Linked DNA regions of Mus musculus: region 2 is linked to region 1. The links are chromatin contacts, called in public promoter capture Hi-C maps. All regions are on one chromosome and are shown on one strand. The core of a region is the stretch at or near the end of the contact, and the rest is flanking DNA. Distances in the headings are between cores, read along the strand shown. Region 1 holds the start of 2810442N19Rik (RIKEN cDNA 2810442N19 gene). Region 2 holds the start of Eef1aknmt (EEF1A lysine and N-terminal methyltransferase).

Region 1 (6,520 bases), core at 1,913-4,412:
ACTAAATAATCAAGATGCCCTGTCCATCATCTCCCAAAAACCAGTGTTTGGCTTTTCAAGGAGAAAAGTCCAAATTTATTCCTCCCCAAAGTTCTTTGCTTTGCTAAGGGACCTTCTTCCTTTTTCAACCTGAATCTTGAGAAACTCCCACCACAACCCAGTACAAAGGGTACCCCCTGGTTCCCTGCTGGCCTTCCAAATTACAAAGGCAATCGCAGAACTTCTAGAGGCAAAAGATTTTTTAAGCCACCCTAATGTGTGCCTAGCCAGTCTTCCTCCCGATACTCTTTAGCAATCAGTGATCACGACTTTTCTTTTCGCCCTATTCCAAGGTCGTCAAAGCCCTTGGCGTGGCCCAGGAACCTTGAGTTTTCCATCTTTTTAACCAGAATCTTTACCATACCTTTCCATTTCAAATATACAGGGAGAGTTGGGGCAAGGGGTTGAAGTCACTTTTGACTCAGCTTTGCCCAGCCACTCGGCTGTTCTGGTTTCTGTGTTTTGGAGCCTTTTGGTGCGAGAGCAAGAAACACTGCAAACTGCACGTGGGTTTTAATTACTTCCACTCGAACTAATGAGCCTCCTACTAGCATGGATACCCCTGCCATTAGTAAGCTGGGTTACATAAATCTGTGATCTTTGGGACATTTCCCCCTCCCTCCCCACTCCCTCCCGCCACAGGCTTGACTATCTAGACTGTCCCATGTCTCCTGCCTCCATTCATGCTCTCTGACAAGACAAAGCTCCCGGTCCCCATCAGACACCAACTTCAGAGTTAGTGTAGCTATTTTCAGTTACCACTTCTTAAAATTAGATAATTGGCAAGTGTAGCCTTTGATATTAACAGAACAAATTAGCTGAGTCCAAGTGTGTTTTTCCTGGCACTAGCTAACTCTGACACTATTTCGATTATTCGTCCTTACCCCCCCCCAAGCCCAACCCCTGTCCACCCCTTCCCTAGGACAAAGCTCTTTTGCAATGGTCAAAAGGGATAAGGGTGTGAGGAAGGGTCTCTAGCCAAGGGAGAACAGACTTCACCTACCTCATCACTCAATATTCCACTTTTTAAAAAGTCGAGCTAGAGAAGAACTTTCTCGGACCCACCCTCGTTCACCATCTCTGATGGTTTCTTTTAAAAATGGCCAAGCCTGGTTCACTCCATTTGGCTTTTGCTTTAGCTCAACCCATCTGACCGAAATCAAAAACTGATCCTTTAAGTGATGTTCTTGTGAGCCTTGCAAGGAAGACAAAGCCCCCATGGTGTGTACATAGGCCCAGGGCAGCACTAAGACTTCACCCAGAGCTCCTCCATGGTGTCTTCCATGGTTTCTTTGACTTACCAGAGCACACTGCTTGCAGAAAGATGTACATGGCCCCTTTCCAAAACAATTGATGCCCTATATTACAAAAGTTAAGGCCCATTGGTTTTCATCATAATTTCGTTTTAAATGTTTGGTCTCTGATTCTGATGGCCTTGCATTGCCTAACCGTAACTCCCAACTCTTTCACACATTTTATTTGTTGTAAGTTACAGTTAGCACAGCATCCTTTCTTTCTATTTGGTGTATAAAGTCTCCTTGTTTTATTTGAGGTTTCTATTCATCTTTGTAAGCAAGTTCCCTAGATTTCAAGCCAGGACAAACCCCAACCCATCATTCTTCTATCTTTGCGTTCCTCACATCAAGGTTTGGTGCCGTGAAGGAGGAAGCTGTCGAGCCTTGAAGTCGAGGGGCTCAGAGTACATGGAAATTAAGCAACCCGTGTGACTAGCCTGGGAGTCATTCCCCTGCGGTCACACACGGAAACATCCTGACTTACCCTCTCCTCTCCTCGACAGCTCTCTAAAACTGTGGTGTTTTTAGCAGCCAAGTGTCATTTGGACAAGTGGTGAAATCACCTTGCGATTTGTGACATCAGCTGTGAGGCAAGCTCTCTGTTCTCCTAACTAGCCAGCCTTCCTTACAGAAAAAAATAAAAATCATACCCAGACAGTCTGGATTGTCAGGGAACTGTTTTTGTTTTTTGTTTTGTTTTTTTTTTCAACAACTAGATTTAAAAGTAAAAAAGAAAAACAAGCTATATTATAGCTCAAAAATATAATTGCTAAAGACAGAACAACTTTAAGCTGTTCTTACAATTCTTACAATCAAGGTATCTCATGAGGCAACCCTTGATATTAGAAATAAATTGGTGCTGAGACCTCCAAATGTAATTAATAATCTGCTGCAGGTTCAACATTAGTTGTCATAAAACTAAAATTTCAAACCACTGTTCTCTAAAGAAAAGTGTCCACTTTAATTAAATATACCTCCAAAGGTGCAATCTATTTACATGACGGTTCTTATTCCAGTATCCTGCTTCAATTCTTATGACAATGTACTAGTCCACTGAAAGGAAGCAATGGCGAATGTCAAAGGTTTTCTTTCACTCTTCAGGTCCTGTTTCCAATATGGTTTAAGTGAAAGTCAAATTATTTTGGGGATTTCCTCCTTGGGCCTAACTAAGGAAGTAGAGTCGACTTTACACAGGCATTTCCACTCGGCCACAGTTCAGATGCCTGGCGGTCTGTTTAGGCAAGGCCCACATACATTACCGGTGTCTCCTCGGGTCAGAACCTGTGAACTCTTTGGTGGTGTGTAGGCAGACTCACGTTTGCCTTTCTCTTTTCATTGGGTCTGAATCTTTCCCACATATCCTATGTGGCAGGAAAGTAAAAGCAAAAAGGGAAATTAGGAAAGATTCCCGTCATGCAAAACGCAAATAACACGAACGCAGACAGGAGACAGCTCCTCCTACCGTACACTGCAGTTAGCCAAGCAGCGGGTGACAGGCCTCCAGTTAAGCAAACACAACTGCTTCCTCCGTGTCTTGTGTCAAGAACAAGTAGCTCTGACATTGTTCCCTTTGGAGATCTTTAGTCGCTAAGCTCCGTCACTGCAGGACAAGCGCTTTTGCATCTCAGGGTGCCCAGTTCTGCCCTGGGGTTCACCTGATTGATAGAGGACAACAGCCAAGACAGAGGCCCTGGCCAGGGACAATGCGTAATTGATTCCGATTATTTTTCCTGTGGCCAGTCAGCAGTAAACTGTCACCAGCTGTAATCCACCGAGTGTCCCTATATACAAGCTGGTGTCAGCTCGGAGAAAAGCGGGGAAATGCTCTACCATGTGTAAATAGACATCCAGACTTGCAGACACACATAGGCTAGCTAGGGCTCAAGTTTCTTTCATTGCCCTTGCTGGGAGGAAAAAGCGATTTTCAAGAAGGCTTCATGCTCAGGCATTCCTGGTCAGAGGGGATATTTTTCCAAGGCCTCGGAGACTCACGGTGTATGAATTGCACCTCTTTCACAGCTAACTTTTATCTCAGCAGTAAACTCTTAAGAAGAGGCTGCTGGAGGCTTCTTTATTTCCCTCTTTTCCTTTCCCCCAACTCACCGGCTACTATGAGAGATTAAAAAGTGAGACTTAGAAAAAAACCTTACACGGCAGACAGGAAGTTTAAACTAAAACTTGTCAGTGGAGCGTCTTGCTCTGTGAATGTGCCTGGGACGCCTAACTGCAGCAGCGGAAGAAAGGAGGGAAGGAGTCAGCTGAGCGCGTGTTGGCTCTGCTGGCTCCTCATGCATTTATCGATGCTTAAACATAGAATTGTTAAGTGCCCGGCGCTGACATTCCTTAGCCTACCCATGCCAAACATACTGGATGCATTGTCTGGGGAAACCTCTGGATCTAAACACGTATTTACACCCTTTAGTTGCCAAATGGTTTCCATCTGGCTCACCAATGCTGTTGCCAGAAGGATATTCCACTTCTGGTCAGGCTAGAGTTGTCAGGGCCAGAGTGGGGGTTTCTGGGAAGGCTCTGAGCCTGAGAGACACTACATGTTTAATGACGCCACATTACTTGAGCATTTACATGTTTAGATCACATGGCAGCACTAGCCCAAAATAGAACTCCAACGCAGGGCAATGTCGAAAGCCATGAGGTATTCAGGGACTCTCTCCACACCACAGCTCCCTCATTCCTTGCATCTGGCTGCTCCTCAGGCTTCAGAGCCACATGATAGGCAAAACCACAAATACCAAATGCTCTAATTTATTTTTAAGCATTCCCACCAAGCACTGAGAAATATCCACTCTTTGTTTTTCAGTCAGAATAATCGGTTCCCATGAATCACATGAACCCATTCCATTCACAGGCCCTGGGGGCGGGGAGCAGGGGTCGGAGCATAATCAAAAGGGAAATTAGCCAACTTCTCCACGTCTCAGCATCAGGGGTAGCGTTGAGCCTCTTGATCCAATTGCCCACACAGGGAGTGATCTAAGCACCAGAAAATGAAACAAGGTATAATGGCTCTCCTCCCTGCTCTTACGGAAACCCCACGAATGCACAGGTCAACATGAGAGTCGCCAATAAGCAGCATCCTTTCTTTGGTGGAAAGGATGACATAGAAGCTGAGAGAGAAGAAAATGAAGACTGAACCAACCTAGATACTCTACCACAAACATATCCAAAGCTTCAAGGAAAGGTCTGGAAACGGAGACAAGCTAAAATAAAGGTGGACATGATCTCTTATAGCCCCCCATAAGCCTGCAAGGCTGAGGCTGAGGCTGAGGCAGGAGGATCATGAATTTAAGGCCAGCCTTGGCTACAAAGCCAGTTCAGGCCATCATGAGGCACACAGTAAGATCCTGATCCATCTCCCACTTCAAAAAAGGCACACAGCGTGAGAAGGGCCTTAGTTGGCTTTCAGTATAATCAGGAAAATGGCCTTAGTCTACAACCGAATATCCCTTTTGCCTCCACCATATAAACATTCGAATTTGGCTTTAGATATTCTGAAGCAGCAGTATCTAGATGTCCCCTTCATCTGCACACTTCAGTATGACATTGATTTACAGGCACTTAGCCTGATTATCTGGCTATTTTGTTTTGTTCTTACTTTTTGAGTCAAAGTCTCACATAGTCTACTGTGTCCCTGAATTTACTTTATTGCCACCTCCAGCCTTGAATGTCTAATCTTCCTGCCCCTACTTCTCAAGTGTTCAGATTATAGGTGTATGCTATATTGTCCAGTGGGGAAAAATATATAAGGCATTTTATAATCCTTGAGGTAGCTTGCTTGACAATGAATACTAACGTAAGACGAATTCTGGACCGTGTGTATGCTTTTAAGTTCATAGTGTGATCTCAAAGATAATTTTAGGACTGAATGAAATTTTCCTTCAGGTAAACCTTTAAGTATCATGCCCCAGGTCTAACATAAGACCTGCCTACTCCCTGCCACTATGGTTGCAGTCACAAAGAAAGGCCGTAAAAAGATCTAAGCCCAACATCCACTGCTTTTTAAAAACATTCCCTATAGTGTTAGAAAGTGTTTTAATAACTAAAATAATAAACCCTCACGTCAGACAAGTTCTACAATATCTTAATTATTGGCTTTGGGGTGAAAAATGAAGGAGACATTAGTGGATGTGTTAACTAGACAAACCATGGCAGGACTTTCCCTCCACATATCTAGGCCTGACACCAAAATAAAACGAAGCTCTGCAAACCCATAGCAGGAAAGGCGACTTAAAGCTTTAAAAGTACCAATAAATAGATAATACTCAAGAGAAACCCCTGTAACTTCACCAGGAGCCTGCAGTTAACCTGGCCAGGTGATCTTCGGTTCAGATCAGGAGTCCGCAGTGAGTAGATATTGAAATAATAGTCTGTGAGTACAGTGGTTAGTGTTCTGCCCTGCAATATAAAGTGCCTTAATATTTCCAATACTCTAAATGACTCTTCCCACATCTTAATATTTCATACTGGAAAGCCAGTATAAGAATTTTTAACCTTTAGAACATGATTGTCTTTGAAGTAGCATGCTGGTGGTGCCTCTTGAGTTTTCTTAAAATCACAATCTTATGGCTTTGGCTGTTTTCCCTCAAGAGCCCTTCTCTGTGAGTCTGTCTGGCACACACTGTTAATTCACAGTCTTCGAGGTGAGGTGAGGGGGACAGTACATGGAGGCACTCCTGCTGGTGCCACTTACCAATCCTACTGAACCTTTCCCCAGTCCCTGTCCCTCCAGACCTGAGAATTTCAGTAAAACAGTGTAGACAGCCACAAGGAACCCTGCTGTGTTCTCCTGCTTCATGTTGTCCCGAGTGAGCCCTTTGTAGTTTTCATTTGATATGCTATTTGGCTGGGTGGGAGTGGGGGGGGGGGTAATTTGCATATTTACTCCCCCCCCCCACCCCCCCGCAGAATCTATACCATTGGTTAAAATTAAAGTGTATCTCCAAGTGTGAGTAGGGAAGAGAGAGTTGTTGTCTCTTGTTCAGAAGGCAACGTTAAATTAGAAAAACGGGGTTTAGGACGACCATCCATCTTCACTGCATCCTTGGAGCCCCCTCCTTTATCCATCCCTGCCCCGACTTCCTTTGTCTTCCTGGCCCCACACATCATTCTATAGAGCAGTCTTCCACTGGTTCCTTATGGTGGACACCTGCCTTCTGGCTGTGTTTGGCAGG
Region 2 (6,520 bases), core at 2,762-5,261, 540 kb before region 1:
GCCCTGTGTAATCAGGCCCTGTGTAAGCAGTTTGTTGTTTGCCACATGGTTGTTTGGCATTTTAAAAAAATACTTGTTTGATATATTTTTAGGAAAACTAGCACAATCTCTGTAGGTAATTCTGGACTTTTCAGCTGTGTTAAGGTTGTTGTTGTTGTTTTGTGTTGACTTTCAGCTAGTGGGAAACAGAAGTATGTTCTAAGGGGGGGGGGCTTCTTTTATTTCTAGTGTCCCCTTAATTTGTCCTGCCTTTCTATCCTGTCTCACACCATATCCATTTTCACTCATGACTCAATTACATTTTAAAGTAGTGGTTTACAAGGGGCAAGCCTTCAAGGATCTGACAGTAGCTCAGAGGTAACATCCGTAAAGCCTCACGTGGCAACTTGTTAGAAACAGACCTCTGGGTCTCACCACTGAACTAAAACATCAAAACTTTGGTGGTGGTGGTGGGGAGTGGGGGCTGGAGAGATGGCTCAGTGGTTAAGAGCACTGACTGCTCTTCCAGAGGTCCTAAGTTCAATTCCCAGCAAGCATATTGTGGCTCACAACCATCTATAAGGGGATCCAATGCCTTCTTCCGGTGAGTTTGAAGACAGTGACAGTATACTCATTTAAAATAAAACTTTGCTAGGGGTTGAGGGTGGGGCAATTCATCTGTGATGGTTTGTATATCTTTGATACAGTGATTGGCACTATTAGGTGTGACCCTGTTGGAGTAGGTATGTCTCTGTGGGTGTGGGATTTAAGATCCTCATCCGAGCTGCTTGGAAGCCAGTATTCTGCTAGCAGCCTTCAGATGAAGATGTAGAACTCTCAGCTCTGCCTGCACCATGCCTGCCTAGATGCTGCCATGTCCTCACCTTGATGATACTGGACTGAATCTCTGAACCTGTAAACGAGCCCCAATTAAATGTTGTTCTTTATAAGACTTGCATTGGTCAAGGTATCTGTTCACAGCAGTAAAAACCTAACTAAGACATCATCAATCTACTGAGATCCACAACTAGACAATGTGCAGAGACAGAGATTTTGGACACTGAGGTAGTTCGAACAGGAATGGCTCTCCTAGACATGTGTGCACTTGGAGCAATTCTTGATCCAAGGGGAGTGCACTATTAGGAGGTGAGTCTTTGTTGGAGTAGATGAGGCCTTGTTGGAGGAAGTGTGCCACTTTGTGGGTGGGCTTTGAGGTCTCATATACCCTAGCTATGCCCAGTATGACACACAGTCTCCTTTTGTTGCCTTCAGATCAAGATGTAGAACTCTCTGTTACATCTCCAGCACCATGTCTGCCTGTATATTTCCATGTTTCCTGCCATGATGATAAAGGATGAAACCTGTAAACTGTAAGCCAGCCCCAATTAAATATTTCTCTTTATAAGAGTTGCTGTAGTCATGGTGTCTCTTCATAGAAAATCCTAACTAACACAGACACTGAGTCCTAAATAGGATGCCTTCATCAAACCCTTCCCCTCTGTGGTCAGGGAGCTAGGCAGAAGAGAAGACAGACAGAATCTAAGGGCAGACCCCTCTTAGATGGATGATTCTAAGGAACCAGTGTCTTCCAGACATAATACAACTGATGCACATGTGAGTGACCTCCCAGAGATGGTGGCAGCATGCACAGAGCCTGCACAGGTCCAAGCCACAGGGGAGCCAACCCTGAATGGGGAAGTGGGCACTGGCATTAGTACCTAACAAGAAGTTACTTGTATTTGATAGCAGCTTGCAAATGAAAAGTTAAATTTCATTTCACACTTAAGGTTAGGCCCCATGCCCAGCAATAGATGGCTAACACAAAACAGACTCAAGGGTATTTTTGTAGACTTTTTAGTCTCATATTGCTTAGTTTGGACATGTTAGCCTTACTGGTCTTTTGCCTGTATATTATGGTTTTTAATCTTGTGGGTTTTTTTTTTTTTTTTTGGTAGAAGTAATTTTTTTAAAGAATTTATTTATTGATTGTATGTATATGAGTACACTGTCGCTGTCTTCAGATACACCAGAAGAGGGCATCGGATCCCATTAGAGATGGTTGTGAGCCACCACGTGGTTGCTGGGAATTGAACTCAGGACCTCTGGAAGAGCAGTGAATGTTCTTAACCGCTCAGCCATCTCTCCAGCCCTAATCTTGTGTTTTGATGGGTAGTTTTTCTGTTTTTTTTCTTCATTCATTTATTTATTTTTTTAATTCTGTGTGTTTTGGGCTGGAGAGATGGCTCAGAGGTTAAAAGCACTGGGTGCTCTTCCAGAGGTTCTAAGTGTTCAATTGCCAACAACCACATGGTGGCTCATAACCATTTATAATGAGATCTGGTGCCCTCTTCTGGCATGTAGGCATACATGCAGGCAAAACACTAATATTTTATTGTTTATTATTATTAGTTGTAGTGGTAGGTTTTTTGTTTTTTTTTTTTGTTTGTTTGTTTGTTTTGTTTTTTGTTTTTTGACACATGGTTTTTCTGTGTAATAAGCCCTGGCTGTCCTGGACTCGCTTTGTAGACCAGACTGACCTCGAACTTAAGAGATCCACCTGCTTCTGTTTCCCAAGTGCTGGTATTAAAGGCATGGCACCACACCTGGCATAAATAAATAAGTCTTAAAAAAATACTGTGTGTTTTATTTAGAGAGAAAGGTCACGGAGTTGAGGAGGTGGGGAAGAGCTGAGACAAGTCGGGAAAGAAGAAACCACTACCAGATTATATCATATGAAACTTTTTAAAAATAAAAACAAGTCCAATAGACGATTCTGTAATGTTTGAAGATGACTTTAAAACTTATGTCTACTCTAACTGTTCCGTGTCTGTGCTAGCACTGTGTGTATAGGCTGTGAAAAAGAATCTCTGGAAAGGAGCTGTGTCCTCAAAGGCTCATTGATTTCAACGTCAATGATGTGAAGCCGTTGAAAGGTTGCATGCAGTTCCAGAGCCAAATTTTCCTAGAACATCTTCCGGTCCTTTAGTAGTTATTTAGTACTTGGCAACATCTTTTGTGACCCTTAGGTAAGACCTTTGGAAAGTATGAAGAGACCTCTAGGTTTTCTTGTGGTTGCAATCATCTTACAATATACTCACCAATGTATTTGTAAGTGTCCCGTTTTACTACTTTCTGTGTTGTTACTATAAAAGTTCATGCAATTGCTACCTCATGGGAACATGGTATTTGAGGAAGCTAAATCTGTGTTCCTGGGCTATGGCCAGTCATATCTGGGCTCCATCTCTTATTCCTTTAACGCGAGAGCTGTTTCTTTCATCGTCTCTTCAAAACAGCTCTTCACTAGGAACTTCCTTGGGATATTTTCATAAAACGATCATTTAAAAGGATGGTATTGTTCATCAGACACATAAACTATGTCTTTACAACTGTCATCAGAATGACAATTTAAGGACTCCAATGATAAAATGAGCATCTTCATAATGAATGGTTACTGTGTTTTGAGAGGCAGGGAAGGGAGGCACTTCGGTTAAGTCTCCTGATATTCACCGTTGTTACTGTATTAATAGCAGGGCTCTGTATTTTGGAGTAGAAAAAGCAGTCATTTTCCTCTGAATTGACCAAGAACGGTGGCAAAGTGATTCCGGGAAGAGGAGATGAGCTCACATTTTCCTGAGGAAGGGGTTTCTAGCTGAGACTCCTGCTCCTGCGCAGGTCAGCTCCCGTTGCCCCTCGCGCTCTCAGCTGGGGATAGAGCGCAGCTCACAGAGGCTGCGCGCGCAGCCCCGCCCGGTTCCACGAAGCAAGCCTCTTCTGCCCGGAGTCCCGCAGGAAGTCCCGCCCGCTCCGCCTGCCCAATCACGAGACCTCTTACCCGGATATGGTTTCTAGGTTCTGAGTGTAGCTGCGGGAGTGTGTGGCTGCTGCACGTGGGGCGCGGACCGAGGGTGAAGAAAAACAAGGGGGGCGGCAGCGGCGCGTGGCCAGCTCAGTGGTTCGTCCGCGCGTCTGCTGCACAGGGCCCGGTTCGGTTGGGTTTTGCGTGCAGAACAAATCTATGGTGCCTGTAGTGGCTAAGATTCCCGCCGCTGCTGCCTCCCGGTGCTTCCCGGGGTGATCTGTCACCAGGAGCAGTGTCGAAGACGCCGCTCACGGTGGGAACATGAATCTCCTACCTAAAAGCTCCAAGGAGTTTGGCTCTGCCGACTACTGGGAGAAGTTCTTCCAGCAGCGAGGGAAGACAGCTTTCGAGTGGTATGGGACCTATCTGGAGCTGTGCGAGGTGCTGCACAAATACATAAAGCCCAAGGAAAAGGTATGGCGTGCAGCCAGTCCCTTGTGGGGACTGAAGATAGCAATCCTAAGTTTAGGAGGCAGGAGGCAGGCAGGCGTGGGGACCCCACTCAGATCTATCATTTTAGGATTCTGCCCAGCATCTTGGCTAAGTGGCAACCTTAAAGATAGCCATTTAAAAGTAAAGATTTTCAGTTAAAACTTCATCCTTAACCCGTTTTGGAATAGTGGCTTCGTCAGTAGACTGAAAGGGTGTTGTGTCACTGTGCACACGTGTGGAATAGGTAGCGTCGTGGGACTTTATTGGTGTATATGTTTATTAAGTCACTGCCGAGTGCTCATCAAATTTCAGGCTTTGTGCCCAGCCCTCAAGCTACAGGAGCAGGAAGCCACAAACACAAGTTAAATTCCAAGTTAAATAGGTGTGGACGAGTTGGAGCTTCGGTAGGGAAGGAGACTTAAGGTCTGCTATGCTCGGGCCTTTTATCTCAACAAATTCAGGCGGGTAGTTGTGCACTTATTTTTTTCAAGTGACTGTTGGAGGCCATGCATGTAGTAGGTGGTCAAATAGAGATTTAAAAGCAGGTCTGTCTGGCTCCAGGGCATATCACTTCTCATGGAACTATGCTTTGCCCTCTAGAGACGGTGACAACAGAATTTTTGAAAGATGAATGGAGGAATGTGCCACAAAGAGAAACAACAATTCGTATTTTTAAGTTTGGCTTCAAGTAGTAAATAGCATGAGATAGACTCTGGGATGGGAGCAGGCTCCAAATCCTCACAAACTAGTTTGTTGTCTGAGGAAATAGGAAGTATGAGCAGTTAGAAACAGTTCTGTCACTCAGCCTATATTTTTAACGGTTTAAAAAAACAAAAACAAAAATGAGGATGCAACTGGTGTTTTGGATTTTGTAACTTCCTACAAACTTCAAGACAAAGATTTCCTTATTTTATTATGTAGATGTGTGTTTGCCTGCCTGAGTTTCTGTGCATCATGTGAGTACAGGAAGTTTGTGGAGGCCAGAAGAGGCTACCAAATTCTCTGGAAATGGAGTTATAGGCTGTGCTAAGAACTGAACTTGGGTCCTTTGCAAGAGCAATAGTTCTAACCTACTGAACCGTCCCTCAGGCTGCACACAAGTTTTGAATAGCGCACATCACACAGCCTGTTCTCACATGACCTTTATTGTGGCATAATACTGTTTGGATTAGTGATTTTCTCCCACGTGTGTCTAGCTTTTGACATTGTAAGAAGAGGTTGTCATCTACAAGGCCTGAGAACCATGCAATCAAGTAATAGAAAAAAAAATTATCAATGCCCCCCTCCCAAAAAAAAAAAAACCCACAATATTTTAAGAATATTTACAGTTTGGTTTTGCAGGCATGACTATGCTAGACCGTGGATTGTGCACACCTGCATTGCTAGTTTCAAGATGGTGTCTAGAGTTAACTTGAGTGCTTCTTTCTACTCAGAATAGTGTCTCTGCCCCTGGAGAATATGAAGTAGCCAAAGTCTACTAATCTCTAGTCTTTGAGGTATCTGAAGCGGATTTCTTGACTTTGGTCACTTTCATTTTGTCTTTGTTTCTTCCCTCCAGGTGCTTGTGATCGGATGTGGCAACTCAGAGCTCAGTGAACAACTCTATGATGTGGGCTATCAGGATATCGTGAACATCGACATCAGCGAGGTTGTCATCAAGCAGATGAAGGAACGCAATGGCAGCCGACGGCCCCACATGAGTTTCCTGAAGATGGACATGACCCAGCTGGAGTTTCCTGACGCCACATTCCAGGTGGTGTTGGACAAGGGCACGCTGGATGCTGTCCTGACAGATGAGGAGGAGGTGACCCTGCGTCAGGTGGACAGGATGCTAGCTGAGGTTGGCCGTGTCCTGCAGGTGGGCGGTCGCTACCTCTGCATCTCCCTGGCTCAGGCTCACATCCTGAAGAAAGCAGTGGGCCACTTCTCTCGGGAGGGGTGGATGGTGAGGGCACACCAAGTGGCCAGCAGCCAGGACCGGGTGTCTGAAGCCGAGCCCCGCTTCTCCCTGCCCGTCTTTGCCTTCGTCATGACTAAGTTCAGGCCAGTCCCTGGCTCTGCCCTTCAGATCTTTGAGCTGTGTACTCAGGAGCAGGGCAAGCCCGTAAGGCTGGAGAGTGCTGATCAGCTGGCGGAGGCTGTGCGGGAGCGCCAGTACTATGCTTGGCTGTGTAGTCAGCTGCGCCGCAAAGCCGGGCTGGGGAGTGTGTCCCTGGACTTGTGCAGTGGGGACACGGGGGAGCCACGCTA

What was found. Capture Hi-C pulls out chosen DNA fragments and counts their contacts.
Region 2: a promoter capture Hi-C map of liver shows a contact between it and region 1, with 2.6 times the contacts expected there. The contact joins the promoter of Eef1aknmt here to the promoter of 2810442N19Rik in region 1. A contact is called at or near these places in 2 of 39 promoter capture datasets (hippocampal neurons and liver), 4 of 484 Hi-C or Micro-C datasets (the AtT-20 cell line, cerebral cortex, cortical neurons and 1 more), 3 of 115 datasets of contacts at active chromatin or transcription factors (astrocytes, bone marrow-derived macrophages and stem cell-derived neural progenitor cells) and 2 of 9 other capture datasets (adipose tissue and liver).

The regions. Positions count from the first base shown.
Region 1 is chr1:162,001,611-162,008,130 of GRCm38.p6, reverse strand. It overlaps 2810442N19Rik (RIKEN cDNA 2810442N19 gene), which reads right to left and starts at 3,162. Exons shown (of 3, transcript NR_040562.1): 1 at 2,797-3,162; 2 at 2,309-2,695. All of the region lies in intron 20 of Dnm3 (dynamin 3), which reads left to right.
Region 2 is chr1:162,545,836-162,552,355 of GRCm38.p6, reverse strand. Eef1aknmt (EEF1A lysine and N-terminal methyltransferase) reads left to right here and starts at 4,011. Exons shown (of 8, transcript NM_144877.1): 1 at 4,011-4,252; 2 at 5,829-6,520. The coding sequence starts at 4,100.